2 separate regions of the Mus musculus genome follow, and region 2 is linked to region 1. The links are chromatin contacts, called in public Hi-C maps. All regions are on one chromosome and are shown on one strand. Each heading gives the region's core, a stretch centred on a gene start, on an enhancer-like site or on the middle of the called end of the contact. The rest is flanking DNA. Distances are from core to core; before and after follow the strand shown. Region 1 has its middle 41 kb from the start of Sar1b. Region 2 overlaps Cdkl3 (cyclin-dependent kinase-like 3).

Region 1 (6,731 bases), core at 1,567-4,066:
TTAAGCCCACTGAGATGGATTGCTGAGGTCAAAGTTTATTAGAAGAATTAATTCCTGCCATGGCAGACAGTCAGCACTACAGACATCAGGATGGGGGCTCCGAAGACAGGAATCAGGGTCTGCATAGCAGAAGCAGGAGGGGGTCTTCTCTTAGTGTTCTGAGGGTGGGAGTGGTTTTACTGCAAGACTCTCAAATTCCCTTACAGGGGCCAGGAAAAGGGTGGAGAGCAGAATGTGTGGTCAATTGCCAGGTGCAAACTGGGTCTCTGGAAGTCTGTTAGCCAGAGTTGGTCTGTGTAAGAGGGCAAGGCTGCTGCCGGAAAGAGGCCTGAGCAGCGGCCTGGGCTGCACCCTAACAGCCAAATCCTTTTTAAAATGTGGATTTGTTTTCTCTTTTGATCATACATATGATCAACAACGTGTGGGTGTGGGCACACATGCTCCCTGTGCCTAGGGTTTCAGGTCACTCGGAGCTGGAGTTACAGAGAGTTGTACTCTGCCCCAAGTGGACGCTGAGAGCCAAAGGAGCCGCCACAAGAGCAGACCATGTCTGTACCTGCTCGCTGAGCCAGCTTCCCAGCCCCTTTAACACCACATTCTTACAAAGCAGACAAATTGATGATTTTCCAAAGGTCTTGAGGGAAAGAATGCTAGCGACCTGGCGGTTGCCCAGAGGAACCGGGTTTACCAACTTGCACTTCCTGGAATCTGAGCTGGTAGCCAGCCCTGTTTGTTTTTGAGTTCTTCATAAGCCTGCCAGGACAACTGTGGTCTGGGGTTAGGGCAGGTACCAGCCTTGTGCAGTTTCCTGACAGGGGCTAGTTAGAAACAGCTGGTGGGGATGAGAGACGAGGTGTATGTGACAGTCAGCTGCTTGCGCCAAAGAGACCCAGCTGCCAGCCTTCTGAGTGGCTCGGGCCTTCCTCAGCTGTGGTCACCAGGGCACCTGAAACCTTGTAACCTGAGAGCAGGTCAGGGAAAGGAATCTGGATTAGGGATTGACTGCTATGATCAACTTGAGACTCAGAAGGTCAGCCAGAGATGTGCAGAGGAAAACAAGGGAGAAAAGTAGCTTGTTGAAAAACAAAACAAGGGGCTGGTGAGATGGCTCAGTGGGTAAGAGCACCCGACTGCTCTTCCAAAGGTCTGGAGTTCAAATCCCAGCAACCACATGGTGGCTCACAACCATCTGTAACAAGATCTGACTCCCTCTTCTGGAGTGTCTGAAGACAGCTACAGTATACTTACATATAATAAATAAATAAATCTTTAAAAAAAAAAACAAAAAACAAAACAAAACAAAGCAAAACAAAAAACCACCCATAACACCCATTACCCACTGCTATTTGCAGAATCCAAGGGGCTAGTTGGTTCTGGTATCAGTTGTTTGGGATATTGGGCTGCAAAGACGTAGCTCTTGCCTCCAGCCACAGCTTCTGGCCACTCCTTGCTGAAGAATCATCTTCCTGTCTCCAGAAAGGTCTTGGCTGTTGTTATAAAGGATTGTTTTCCAAGACAAAGGGCTGCTGCCTTCAGACATGCTGATGGGTTTCTCTGCAAAATATCATTAAACAACCAAAGGCATAGCTGAGCTTGTTGGCTGTTGAGGTTTCCCCATGGGAGGAGGGATGGAGGGTCTTGGGACCTTCACCTGACTATCCAGATACTCCTTCTAGCTGATCATAATTGTGTTCTTTCCTAACTGTGTGTGGCCTTGGGGGTTTCAGGAGGGGCTTGGAAGACCTGAAAGAAGGGGGCTCCATGTATACAACCACAGAAGCCATTCATTTTTGTGCCCACCTTCTAGTGCCGCTTCTCAGAGATCACCCATACTCCTTTGCAACCCCCTCATCCTTACTCTGTGAGTAACTTTAGTGAAGTCATTGGCTCCCTAGGCTGAACTTTGGTGGAATCCAACTTTGGCTAGTTTGTGGGAGCTAAGGAGGAGCAGGGTAGACGATTCCTAATCCCCACCCCTCAATTCTCTCACATATGATACAGGACACTGAGACAGAAATTGTACTTGGAGGCCATAAGACTTACTAAATGCCATGGACAGTCAGACGGCTCTGAAGAGAGGGAGTCAGAGCCCATGTGGCAGAAGTGGGTGTCTCTTGTTTACTTGTTTTTGGAGACAGGGTTTCTCTGTGTGGCCCTGGCGGTCCTGGAACTCACTGTGTGTCAGGCTGGCCTCAGACCCACAGAGAGATATCTGCCGCTACCTCCTGAGTGCTGGACTTAAAAGTAAGCACCACCACCGTGCGGCTTTCTTACAACTTTCTAAGGAGAGAAGTTGGACCACACAAGCCTGTAGCCAGGCTCTCCAATCCCGGGCAGGAGGAAGAGAAAGGGGGTGGGGAGTGGGGCGTGCGGCCAGAATGCCTCCTCTGAGTTAAATTCAACTCCCCAGGTGAGACTCTTCGTCCTAACTAGAGACTCCACAGTGTCCCCAGCTGGGCACCTGCCAGGATCCGTGGGCGGACAAGGCTGCTGTAGGTATGTGTTGGCCTAAGCAACAGCTGAAGGGGTTTTTTTAGGTACTATTTATTTTTATTTCATGTGTATGAGTGTTTTGCCCTCATGTACGTGCACCTGTACGTGCTTGGTGTCAGGTTACTTCCTGTAGAGAGGTTGAAGGGGGTAAGAGCGAGGTTTGGTCGGACCTTAAGTGAGACCGTGTTTATTCACAGTGAAGAAGCATTTCATCACCCACGTCTGGGTGGCCAAAATGCCTACAGAAGACAGTACTCCAGTTCCTTGTGAGGCGGAAACAACTACCAGCTACATTGTAGTCCCACCCTTCCAGGAACTCCTTGGTCTGGCTGCAAGGGACGATGGGAAATGTAGTCTTTTGGCAGGAAACTCTCACTTGATGTTCACAGAAACCTGAGAACTGAAGTGGATGTTGGACTCTTTAGTGCCAGAACCAAGAGCAGCAAGTTCACTTAAGCACTGAGCCTTCTCTTCAGTTCCAGCAGCTGGAACCCTCCCTCTCTCCCCATAAGGTCTCACTCAGGCTAGTCTTTTTTTTTTTTTTTTAAGATTCATTTATTTATTTAAAGTACGTGAGTACACTGTAGCTGTCTAAAGACACCCCAGAAGAGGGCATCAGATCCCATTACAGATGGTTGTGAGCCATCATGTGGTTGCTGGGAATTGAACTGAGGACCTCTGGAAGGGCAGTCAGTGCTCTTAACCTCTGAGCCATTTCTCCAGCCCATCAGGCTAGTCTTAAACTTGTGGCAATACTGGGATTGTGAGTAGAGTAATTCTGGTCAAAGCCTGAGCTCTGACAGGGCTAACACCACAGGCTCTGCCACTCATCCACAGTACATTAAATACATAGACATTAGTGAAAACAGACAAAGGAGATTTAGTTGGTGTGGCCACATTGGGAAGAGAAGCAGATAGAGAGCTTTAGTGACCTCCACCCCCAGCCCAAAATCCATCTTCAGCCCTGACATGAGGTTTAGGTTTGAATAGAAAGCAAGAAGGAAGCATGCTTAACTAAGCCATTGTGGTCAAAGTGTGGTCCACCCATCCCTGACCCATCATTGTCTGTCCTCTCAGGTGGGCTAACAGTTGTCAGAATTAAATCTCTCTCCAGGAGGCAAGTTCTTCCTTCAGCCAGCACCAGGGCTTGCAACCTTTTCCTTCTTGGGACCCTTGTTTCATTTGTTTCAATAGCCTGAGAGTAGTCAGAGACGAGTCTCTAGACCAGCTTCACCTGTAAAGACTGTTAGGGTCACAGGATTACAATCGTGAGCTGCCAGCCTCCCAAATGCATCCTATTCACGATCCTCTAGGGTCCTCACAGCATAAACATCTAGTCCAGTTCAGTTTGACTAGGCAGCCATGAAGCAATTTTCTAACAGTCGAAGCATCTTGCCGCCACCTTTCTGAATGCAGTCATTTCCAGGGTGACCTTTCCTGTGCCTCTACTATACCCTGCACATGGGATGGACTGCACCATCTTGTTCAGGCCTAGCCAGTCCCAGGCCAGGGGTTAATATGAAGACTGGTCAGATATGATCTCAGCTGTATCAAGAGTCTCACCTCAGGGCTCAGTCAGGTGCTTCTCAGGTAGACATTGCCTCTGTTTCAGTAACTTCAGCTTGTCTGTAACATAGTCACTTATTACTTTTGTATTTTTATTTGTATTTTGCTGGGGATCGAACCCAGAGCCTTAGTCATGTTTCTGTTCTACGACTGAACTGTGTTCAGCCTAGCGTATGTTCTAGTTTTACTTCAGACCAGAGTTCCCACAGTACCACACACGTGTCAGTGTGTAAGCTCAAAGGCCAGTCTGCCATTTTGAGGATAGTCCTGACTCCAAATAAGCTTTTCTGGTCTGCTAGTCTGTGAGCCTTGTGGACGATGGCTCTAATCTTAGCTTAGAAAACAAGTGTCATACAAGGTTCGTGTTGGAATCAGTACTGAACCTAAAGAACTTATGGTGGGTAAGAAATGGGTGAGGGCTGGGCGGTGGCGGTGGCGGTGGCACACACCTTTAATCCCAGCACTCGGGAGGCAGAGGCAGGCAGATTTCTGAGTTCGAGGCCATCCTGGTCTACAAAGTGAGTTCCAGGACAACCAGGGCTATACAGATATACAGAGAAACCCTGTTTTGAAAAACAAAAACAAAAAAACAAAAACAAAAAACAAAAAAAAAAGAAGAGAAGAAGAGAAGAAGAGAAGAGAAGAGAAGAGAAGAGAAGAGAAGAGAAGAGAAGAGAAGAGAAGAGAAGAGAAGGGGCTGGTGAGATGGCTTAGCGGTTAAGAGCGCTGACTGCTCTTCCAAAAGTCCTGAGTTCAAATCCCAGCAACCACATGGTGGCTCACAACCATCCGTAACAAAATCTGATGCCATCTTCTGGAGTGCCTGAAGACAGCTACAGTGTACTTACATATAATAAATAAATAAAGAAAAGAAAAGAAAAGAAAAGAAAAGAAAAGAAAAGAAAAGAAAAGAAGAGAAAAGAAAAGAAAAGAGAAACAGGTGAGGGCCGGCGGCTTAGCGGTAACGGTGCTGCCAAGCCTGATGACCTGAGTTTGACGTCAGAATTCACAAGATGAGAGGAGAGCGTGGTGGATTTGGTTTAATGCTTGCACTATGGGTTCCCAAATTGCTCAAGAACGGAGACTCCTCCGTGTAAGACGCTGCGGGTCCCGGTCCCCAGTTATTTCTAATTGGTAAATAAAGTTGCCGGTGACTAGTAGGCAGGGAGACGGAGGCAAGACTTTAGATTTCCCGGGCAAGGGAAGCCAGGGAAGAAGGATTTAATACCACCATGCCGGGGAAGCAGAAGGGTCAAGTCTGAGAAGTACGGGACAGAGAGACAGCCAACATGTAAGAGTCAGGGATTGTGGTCAGGAGGACTGTAGACTGGGCAGTCAGGATGCAATATAGGTTTTAGTAAGTAATAACTCGGGAATATTGGAGGGAAGGGTGTGCTAGCAGCATGGGGATTTGGGAGTGGTCCTGCCATTGAGCTTCGTAGGGTGTATTAAACATAAGACTCTGTGTGTGTGTGTGTGTGTGTGTGTGTGTGTGTGTGTGTGTGTTTCATTCGAGAATCCACAACACTGGGGTGGTAGCGAGGAACTCACGCTGTCACGGCTGGCAAGTAGAGCAGATTAATCAATTACTGTTAGGGGAGAGAACTCCCGAAAGCTGTCCTTTGCTCTCCACATGTATGCAGGAGCACATGTGTGTACGTGCACAGACACATAAATAGTAAGATAAAATGAGCGGGTTGAAAGCTGGGAGAGGCCGTCCTGGAATCCTGCCTCCTCCTTCATCCAAGCCTCTCGCTCTGTCTTCTCCACTCTAACATATTCCCTGCCCGCTGTCTGTGTCATCATGTACTAGGCTCTGCCAGCCCCCAGACTGCAGTGTGTCCTCCTGTCTCTGCTGGTCTGCCTGGAATGTCCCATCTTCCCCACGTTGCACTTACCCATCTTATGCTCCGCAGGATTCAGCTCTGCAGCCCTTTCTGGAAATCTTCATCATGTTAGGGAATCTTCTTGTTTGGCCTTGCATCATGTGTGTCAAGTGTCTGCCTGTCTCATGTATCCCAGACTGGCCTGAAACTATCTAAGCCAGACTTAAAAACCCCTGATCCTCCTGCCTCCATCTCCCAGGCTCAGGGATTTTAAGTGTCCACCAGCAAGCCTGGTTTATCTTCAAGGTTTTTGCTTTATTTTGTTTTTTTTTTTTAACTTTAAAATTTTATTTATTTATTTAAAATACACTGCCACTGTCTTCAGACACACCAGAAGAGGGCATCAGAGCCCATTACAGAATGGTTGTAACCACCGCCACTGTGGCTCTGAGATGCTGTGCCACTGTGCTGTGCTGTGCTGAGCTGAGCTAGGAGCAAGGTGCAGGAGAGCTTTGAGAGCGCATTCTCTTCCTAGGAAGTGTTACAGCTCTTACGTGACAGATGCTTTCAGGCGATGAAGTCATTCTCACACACACCTTTGTTCCTTCCGGATAGGATCTTACATAGAGTTTTGGGGTGGAGGGGTCTGACAGCAGGCGCTTCCTATTTGCTGGGTCTGAAATGTTAGGGATGCCTCATCTACATGTGGAAGATCTTGGGGGCGCTCCCCCTACATGACTGATGGCCACAACTCTCTCTATGGGAGGCTGTGACTACATGACAGGGGCCTGGTGTCGGGAGCAGGTAAAGCTCCTTTTGGGTCCCTGGGGCTTCCTCTCACGGGCC
Region 2 (7,130 bases), core at 1,807-4,306, 220 kb before region 1:
CTTCTACAAAGATCTCCCGGTAAGTGTCCTCACAAACAGCCCCACCCCTTAGCGAGCATCTACATACCTTCCATCCCTTTCATCTCCTTCGCCTGCACTGTGAATGGCAGTTCAGGGAAATGGAATTCTTTCCTGTCGCATTTGGGAAAATTCAGCTTTCTTTTGTTCCCACTCGATATTTGGTCATTCTGACCTGTTCGCTCATTAAATGCACCTTTCTCTGTTTGGACCTAGACAAACAAGTACCAGTTAGTAAGAAGAACTGTGGGTGACACACAAATCAGCAGACCAGAGCAATACTAACACTGAAGCAGCCAGACTCCCAGGGACATTTTCCAAGTGAGGTTTTTAGTCCATTTACTGTTCTTGATTTAGAAAACCACAATCTTGACTTTGTTGTTGTTGTTGTTAAAGATAGGGTTTCTCTACGTAACCACCCTGATTGTTCCTAGAACTCACTTCTGTGGGCCAAGCTGACCTCAACCTAACAGAGAGAGGTCTTCCTGCCTCTGCCTCCTGCATGCTGGGATTAAATGTGTGCAGCACCCCTACCCGGATGTTTCAACTTTATGCTATTATAAATAATGCTGTGCCTTGAATGTTATAAACTGATTGTACTATGTAAAGAAATGATGGGCGAAAAAGAGAAAGATATGGCTAGTACTTCCAGAGTAAGGAAACTCCATCTATTAACTACCTAGAAACTCTATCTAAATCCAGGAAAATATTTTTGAAAGAGAAAAGCACGTCTTGTGATTTGTAAAGATGGAAGCCATACCTTAGTAAACAATTTAAGATAAAGAATAAGATGGTACAGATACAGCTCAGTGGTTAAGAGCAGTTATTGCTCTTGCAAAGGACCAGGGTTCAATTCTCAGCACCCACATGGTGGCTCACAGCCATGCACAACTCTTAGTTCCAGGGGAACCAATGCCCTCTTCTGGTCTACATGAGCACCAGTAGGTAATCACATATAAAATAAAATACATCTAAAAGAAAAATGCTCGCTTGGTCCCTGCAAAATCTTGGACTAGTTCCAACACAGGTAAGAAAGAAGGGAAAAATGGGAGAAAGGATAGGAGGGAGAGAATGTTTTTCAAAGATTTATTTTGCATACATTGGTGTTTTGCCTGCATGTATGTCTGTGTGAGATCCAGATCCTCTAGAACTGGGGTTACAGACAGCTGTGAGCTGCCATGTGGGTGCTGGGAACTGAACTCAGGTCCTCTGCAAGAGCTGCCCATGCTCTTAACTGCTGAGCCATCTCTCCAGCCCTGAAAGGGATTTTTTTTTTAATGTGAGAACTTACAGAAAAAAAGATAGATGTTTAAAGAGGCCATATTTTATTAACGTATTCATTGCATGTTTGTGTGTTCATGCTCTGACATGTGTACATGTGTGTGAGGGTGTACATGCACAAGCTTATGGAATCCAGAGGTTACAGTGGATGTCTTTCTGGATAGCTCTGACCTTATTTTTGAAGACAAGGTTTCTCAATCTACCGGGAGCTCATTGATTTGGCTGGATTGGACCCTCCTCTCTGACTCCTCAGCATTGGGCTCACAGGCATGGACTACAGGACCCTCCTCTCTGACTCCCCAGCGTTGGGCTCACAGGCATGGCCTACAGGACCCTCCTCTCTGACTCCCCAGTGTTGGGCTCACAGGCATGGCCTACAGGACCCTCCTCTCTGACTCCCCAGTGTTGGGCTCACAGGCATGGCCTACAGGACCCTCCTCTCTGACTCCCCAGTGTTGGGCTCACAGGCATGGACTACAGGACCCTCCTCTCTGACTCCCCAGTGTTGGGCTCACAGGCATGGACTACAGGACCCTCCTCTCTGACTCCCCAGCGTTGGGCTCACAGGCATGGACTACAGGACCCTCCTCTCTGACTCCCCAGCGTTGGGCTCACAGGCATGGACTACAGGACCCTCCTCTCTGACTCCCCAGCGTTGGGCTCACAGGCATGGCCTACAGGACCCTCCTCTCTGACTCATCAGCATTGGACTCACAGGCATGGCCTACAGGACCCTCCTCTCTGACTCCCCAGTGTTGGGCTCACAGGCATGGCCTACAGGACCCTCCTCTCTGACTCCCCAGCGTTGGGCTCACAGGCATGGCCTACAGGACCCTCCTCTCTGACTCCCCAGTGTTGGGCTCACAGGCATGGCCTACAGGACCCTCCTCTCTGACTCCTCAGCATTGGGCTCACAGGCATGGACTACAGGACCCTCCTCTCTGACTCCCCAGTGTTGGGCTCACAGGCATGGCCTACAGGACCCTCCTCTCTGACTCCCCAGTGTTGGGCTCACAGGCATGGACTACAGGACCCTCCTCTCTGACTCCCCAGTGTTGGGCTCACAGGCATGGCCTACAGGACCCTCCTCTCTGACTCCCCAGTGTTGGGCTCACAGGCATGGACTACAGGACCCTCCTCTCTGACTCCCCAGTGTTGGGCTCACAGGCATGGACTACAGGACCCTCCTCTCTGACTCCTCAGCATTGGGCTCACAGGCATGGACTGCCGTGCCCAGGTTTTCACAAGGTGTTGTGGATCCAGATTCCAAGCCTTGTGCTTGCTCGCCTAGCACTTTACACACCGAGACATTTCCCCAGCCCAAAGTTCGTATTTTAATACTAGTATCTTGTCTTACTTGTGTGGGACCTGTGTCCTCTTGTCTGCTATTAGACAAAGTCTGTCCAATAGTTTGTGAAGAAGTGCGTCTCTTTTTTGTTCTTTCAGTTAACCTATTAATTAAAAATAAATGAGAAGTGATTAGAACCTCCCAGAATTGTCCTTCTGTTAGTGTTAAGAACAAGTAAGTAAGTTATATACAGTGGGCCAGGCTATAAACACCAAGAACATTGGCACTCAAGTGGCTGGCTGAGGATATTTATTTATTTATTTAGAGACAGGGTTTCTCTGTGTAGCCCTAGCTGTCCTGAAGCTCACTTTGTAGACCAGGCTAGCCTCGATACTATTAGAACACTGAGTCTCAGAAAACACTTTTGAGTCTGAAGTTCTGAGAACTCTAGACCAGGACAAGCATTGCGTGACTAACTGCTGGTGAAGACGTCAGGAAATGACTCTTGGGGCCCATTTGTTCCCTGTACCTATTCTAAACTCGGACCATTTAACTTCTGGAGTTCTGCATTTTTAGACTTGTCTGAGACTGGCTTACAACCATGGTTTACTGGCAGTGCATCTCAGAGATCACCTCAAGAACACTTAGGTTACTGCAACCTGTGGTCCAATGTGCCTTTGGACTTACAGACAAGTCCACTGGCTGATCCAGACAGACTGCTCATCCTCACAGCCCATAGCCTAAGTCAGTCTGCCGGCCTCTGGTTGGGCCATTGGTACCTTCTAGTGTAAGTCTGCAAAAAGACCTGATGTCTACACTGTCTCTCACCAGTCCCCAACCCCAGCAACCTCACTATCAGTCTCTCAATCTGCAGCAGAGGCTCTAAACCTACAACTGGCCTGACACTGCTTTCCTACCAACAGCCTGACAACTGAAAGGCTATTTGCTATGAAGGCCTTATTCTGGACTATTCTTTCTCCATTGAGAGAATCTGCTATGAGGCAGAAATAAAGCTATCTTTGCAGTACTGAGTGCTATGGTTAGATATAGTTTGCCCTCCAATGGTCCGAATACTGGAATTTTGTTCCCAGTGTGCTGTGGTGAGAGGGGTGGAGCCTGCAAGTGGTGAGGACTCTCAAAAAGGAGGTGACTAAATCTCAAGATGGATTGATGATCTTTTCCTTAGGAGGCATTCTTGCACTTGAGGGATGCTCCATAAAAGAGGGTCTTGGGGCGGGAGAGATGGCTCAGATGGTTAAGAGCACTGACTGCTCTTCTGAAGGTCCTGAGTGCAAATCCCAGCAACCACATGGTGGCTTACAACCACCCATAATGAGAGTGTCTGAAGGCAGCTACAGTGTACTTACATATACATAATAAATAAATCTTAAAAAAAAAGAATATAATTTCTCTAGGCCGGGCGTGGTGACCCATGCCTTTAATCCCAGCACTTGGGAGGCAGAGGCAGGCGGATTTCTAAGTTCGAGGCCAGCCTGGTCTACAGAGTGAGTTCCAGGACAGCCAGGGCTACACAGAGAAACCCTGTCTCGAAAAACCAAAAAAAAAAAAAAAAAAAAAAAAAAAGAGTGTCTTTATAAAGGACCCTGGCACCTTCCCTGAAATCTTTCTCCTGTACTGGCACACACGTTATTCCTACATGTGGTCAGTTTCTTGCCTCCTCCTTTGCTATGATGTAAAACAGCCAAGGAGCCCTTGCCAGAGCAGTGGCATCACGCTGCTGGATGCTCCAGTCACTATAACCATGAGCCAGACAACGCTATGAAGCAGCCTATGTCCATACAGTATCAGTTATTGGCATAGCAATACTAAGTAGACTAACACACCAAGGCACATGGATGCCAAAAACTTAAGTGAAACCATCCCTTTTCTCTTCAAATAGAAGATATTTTTCTTTAAAAAAGATATTCCAGGCTCAGCCATTGAGAGTACTGTCCATGCACAGGACCTGGGTTCAGTTCCTAGCACCCATATTGGGTGGCTCACGATAGCCTGTAAGTGCAGCTCCAGGGGATGCCCCATGGCCTTCATAGACACTGAATGAATGTGGTGGTGCTCATACGAATACTTAGGGACACATACAGACATTTTTTTTTTTTTTTTGGTTTTTCGAGACAGGGTTTCTCTGTATAGCCCTGGCTGTCCTGGAACTCACTTTGTAGGCCAGGCTGGCCTCAAACTCAGAAATCCGCCTGCCTCTGCCTCCTGAGTACTGGGATTAAAGGCGTGCGCCACCATGCCCGGCAAAATAATTATTTTTAAGTCTATCCCAAAGATATCAGTGAGCAATTAAATATCTAAGTTGGTCATGATGGCATACATCTGCAATCCCATCTCTGAGGAGGCTGAGGCTGGGAGACCACTATCTGAGGCCAGTTTGGGTTACAAAGCAAGTTCTAGGATAGTCTGGACTCTGTGGCAATTTGTCTCAAAAAAAAAAAGTTTAATACCTATATAAATAAGAAAAAAACTTCTCATTTAACAACATTCCCAAGAACTCCTCAGTGAATGCCCTGCTACTACACGATTGCTACCCGAGAAGACCCTTTTCAGAGTTGGCCTACACTGTCACTGTCCAAGTGGCCTGCAATGCACCAGACAGGAGGACAGTTGACTTAATCAAGTCTCCTCTCACTCTAGCTCACCGTGAATTGGGGTGGGAAAGGTTTGAACTGAGATTTGCGGCCAACAAATTACTGCTTGTCAGGTTGATAGGTGGCATTATCATACAACCCCCAGCGTGTGGGTCTTCTTTGACACCGTCAGAATTCTCACTGGGATTGAGAGGGTTTGTCAGTTCCAAGACAGAAGGCTTCTTGTCCAGTGATGAGGGCTGTGTGTCATCAGCTGTGCCCTGCTGGCGGTGGTCGCCTTCATACTCTGGCTTCTTCTGGTCTGGGACATCTCCTTTGCCCCCTTTGGCCTTAATGACTCTGACTTTGAGCTCCTTGGCCCTTTTGTCTCTGTCCACTTCCTAGAAGAGGAGAGATGTAGAGAATCTGCTGTCATTAGCGTCCTAAGCCTGTGCAGCTACACAGGCTGAAACGAAAGGGCAAGGAGGAGCTCACCTTGCCATAAAGTGATGGATTTCCATAGAGCAGGGTGTTGGTAAAAACTGATTTCTTCTCATCTCTCACAGGTTCATTTTCTTTAAAATTCTCTTTTGGCTTTATAAATGAATTAACCTTTGCTTCCTGTAATAATTTAGCTCTCAGCTCTGGTATGAATCTGATGAATCAAGCAATATTAAGCAATCATCTTTTCTATATGGTTTATTTTAATAGAAGCATTCAATCAAGCATTAAGATGCTGTATAATAGTAACTGGTGCCAAGAGAAGGCACTGTTTTTATTTGTTTGTTTGTTTGTGACAGGATCTCATTGTGTGGCCTAAGTTGGTATCAAGCTTCATCTTCCTGAGTGCTAGGATGACAGGCGTCACCATATCCAGCCAAGATGGTGTAACTATTTACCTTATAATAAGTGTGTGCAGGCAGCAGATCTTACGGACATTTTGCTGGGGAAATCTACCACATAAAACTTATAAAACAGACTTACATCAGATTCCCTTTGAGACGTGGATCTATTGAAACGTCACTTTGAGTTTTGCTACAGAAACTCTTCACGTCTTTAGACTGACACAGAGTTCGAGTTGCAGCACTCGTGTTAGGGGGCTCACAGCGTCTCTAACTCCACCTCTGGGAGCTCTACTGTTCTTCTCATTTACACAGGCCTCCTTCCACACATGCACATGTGCGTACATAAAATAAACCCTTTAAAGGTAAATGACATCAACCCTTAAAAAGCTCTTGAATTAAACATGGTCTCTAGTCTGAGGTGAAACTGCAGCTGTAGCATGGGATCGTAGTACACTGCCAAATCCTGTAGCCCTGTGACAAAAGCTAGCTGCCTACCATGTACCTGGGCAGTACCTGACGTAGTAACCCCCTTAGGCTTCTGTTAAATTGAATATTTGTGTTTTGTAACATTGCTCTGTCTAGTGATTTCCCTTCTAGTAAGTCCCCTAATATAAAATACTAGAAAGACCCCAAATGCTTACTTCTCAATAAATCCATCTCTAGTAAAGTAATCGTGACGCAAAAGATCAGTAGATGATGTCCTCTCAGCAGGATCAATTTGTAAACAAGCCTAAAAAAGAAAAAAGTCTAATAAAAGATGAGGTTTTTGGTTCTGCCCCTAAAATCAAGTCTTTAACATTTGACATATGACAAAGTTATTACCCAGAGCTAACAGAGTCTGTAAACAAGCAGGTTTCTAACAGGAAATTCTGACCACTAAGTTATCTAGGAAATTTACTCTTGCACCTTTTATGTTTGTTTGTTTGTTTTTCGGAGACAGGGTTTTTCCGTGTAGCCCTGGCTGTCCTGGAACTCACTCTGTAGACCAGAGTGGCCTCAAACTCAGAAATCCGCCTGCCTCTGCCTCCCAAGTGCTGGGACTGAAGGTGTGCGCCACCATGCCCAGCTCTAGCAACTTTTAAAAGTTACTATTTTGTGTGAATGTCA

What was found. Hi-C and Micro-C count contacts between places; a contact is called where the count stands out from the background.
Region 2: a contact with region 1 is called in a Hi-C map of bone marrow-derived macrophages, with 21 read pairs. The contact joins two enhancer-like sites. A contact is called at or near these places in 1 of 15 datasets of contacts at CTCF or cohesin (CD8 T cells), 1 of 484 Hi-C or Micro-C datasets (bone marrow-derived macrophages) and 2 of 9 other capture datasets (adipose tissue and liver).

Annotation. Positions count from the first base shown.
Region 1 is chr11:51,801,451-51,808,181 of GRCm38.p6, reverse strand. No RefSeq gene overlaps it. Among named protein-coding and RNA genes, the nearest start is that of Sar1b, 41 kb to the right of the region's middle. Within about 2 kb of position 2,816, at least 254 of the 459 cell types and tissues checked have an H3K27ac peak or open chromatin away from gene starts, as enhancers often do. A contact at or near this core is called in bone marrow-derived macrophages, where this site is marked.
Region 2 is chr11:52,025,462-52,032,591 of GRCm38.p6, reverse strand. Cdkl3 (cyclin-dependent kinase-like 3) reads right to left here. Exons shown (of 14, transcript NM_001166654.1): 7 at 6,665-6,753; 8 at 5,674-5,833; 9 at 5,251-5,579; 10 at 2,657-2,750; 11 at 68-230. Among named protein-coding and RNA genes, the nearest start is that of Cdkl3, 25 kb to the right of the region's middle. Within about 2 kb of position 3,056, at least 7 of the 459 cell types and tissues checked have an H3K27ac peak or open chromatin away from gene starts, as enhancers often do. A contact at or near this core is called in bone marrow-derived macrophages, where this site is marked.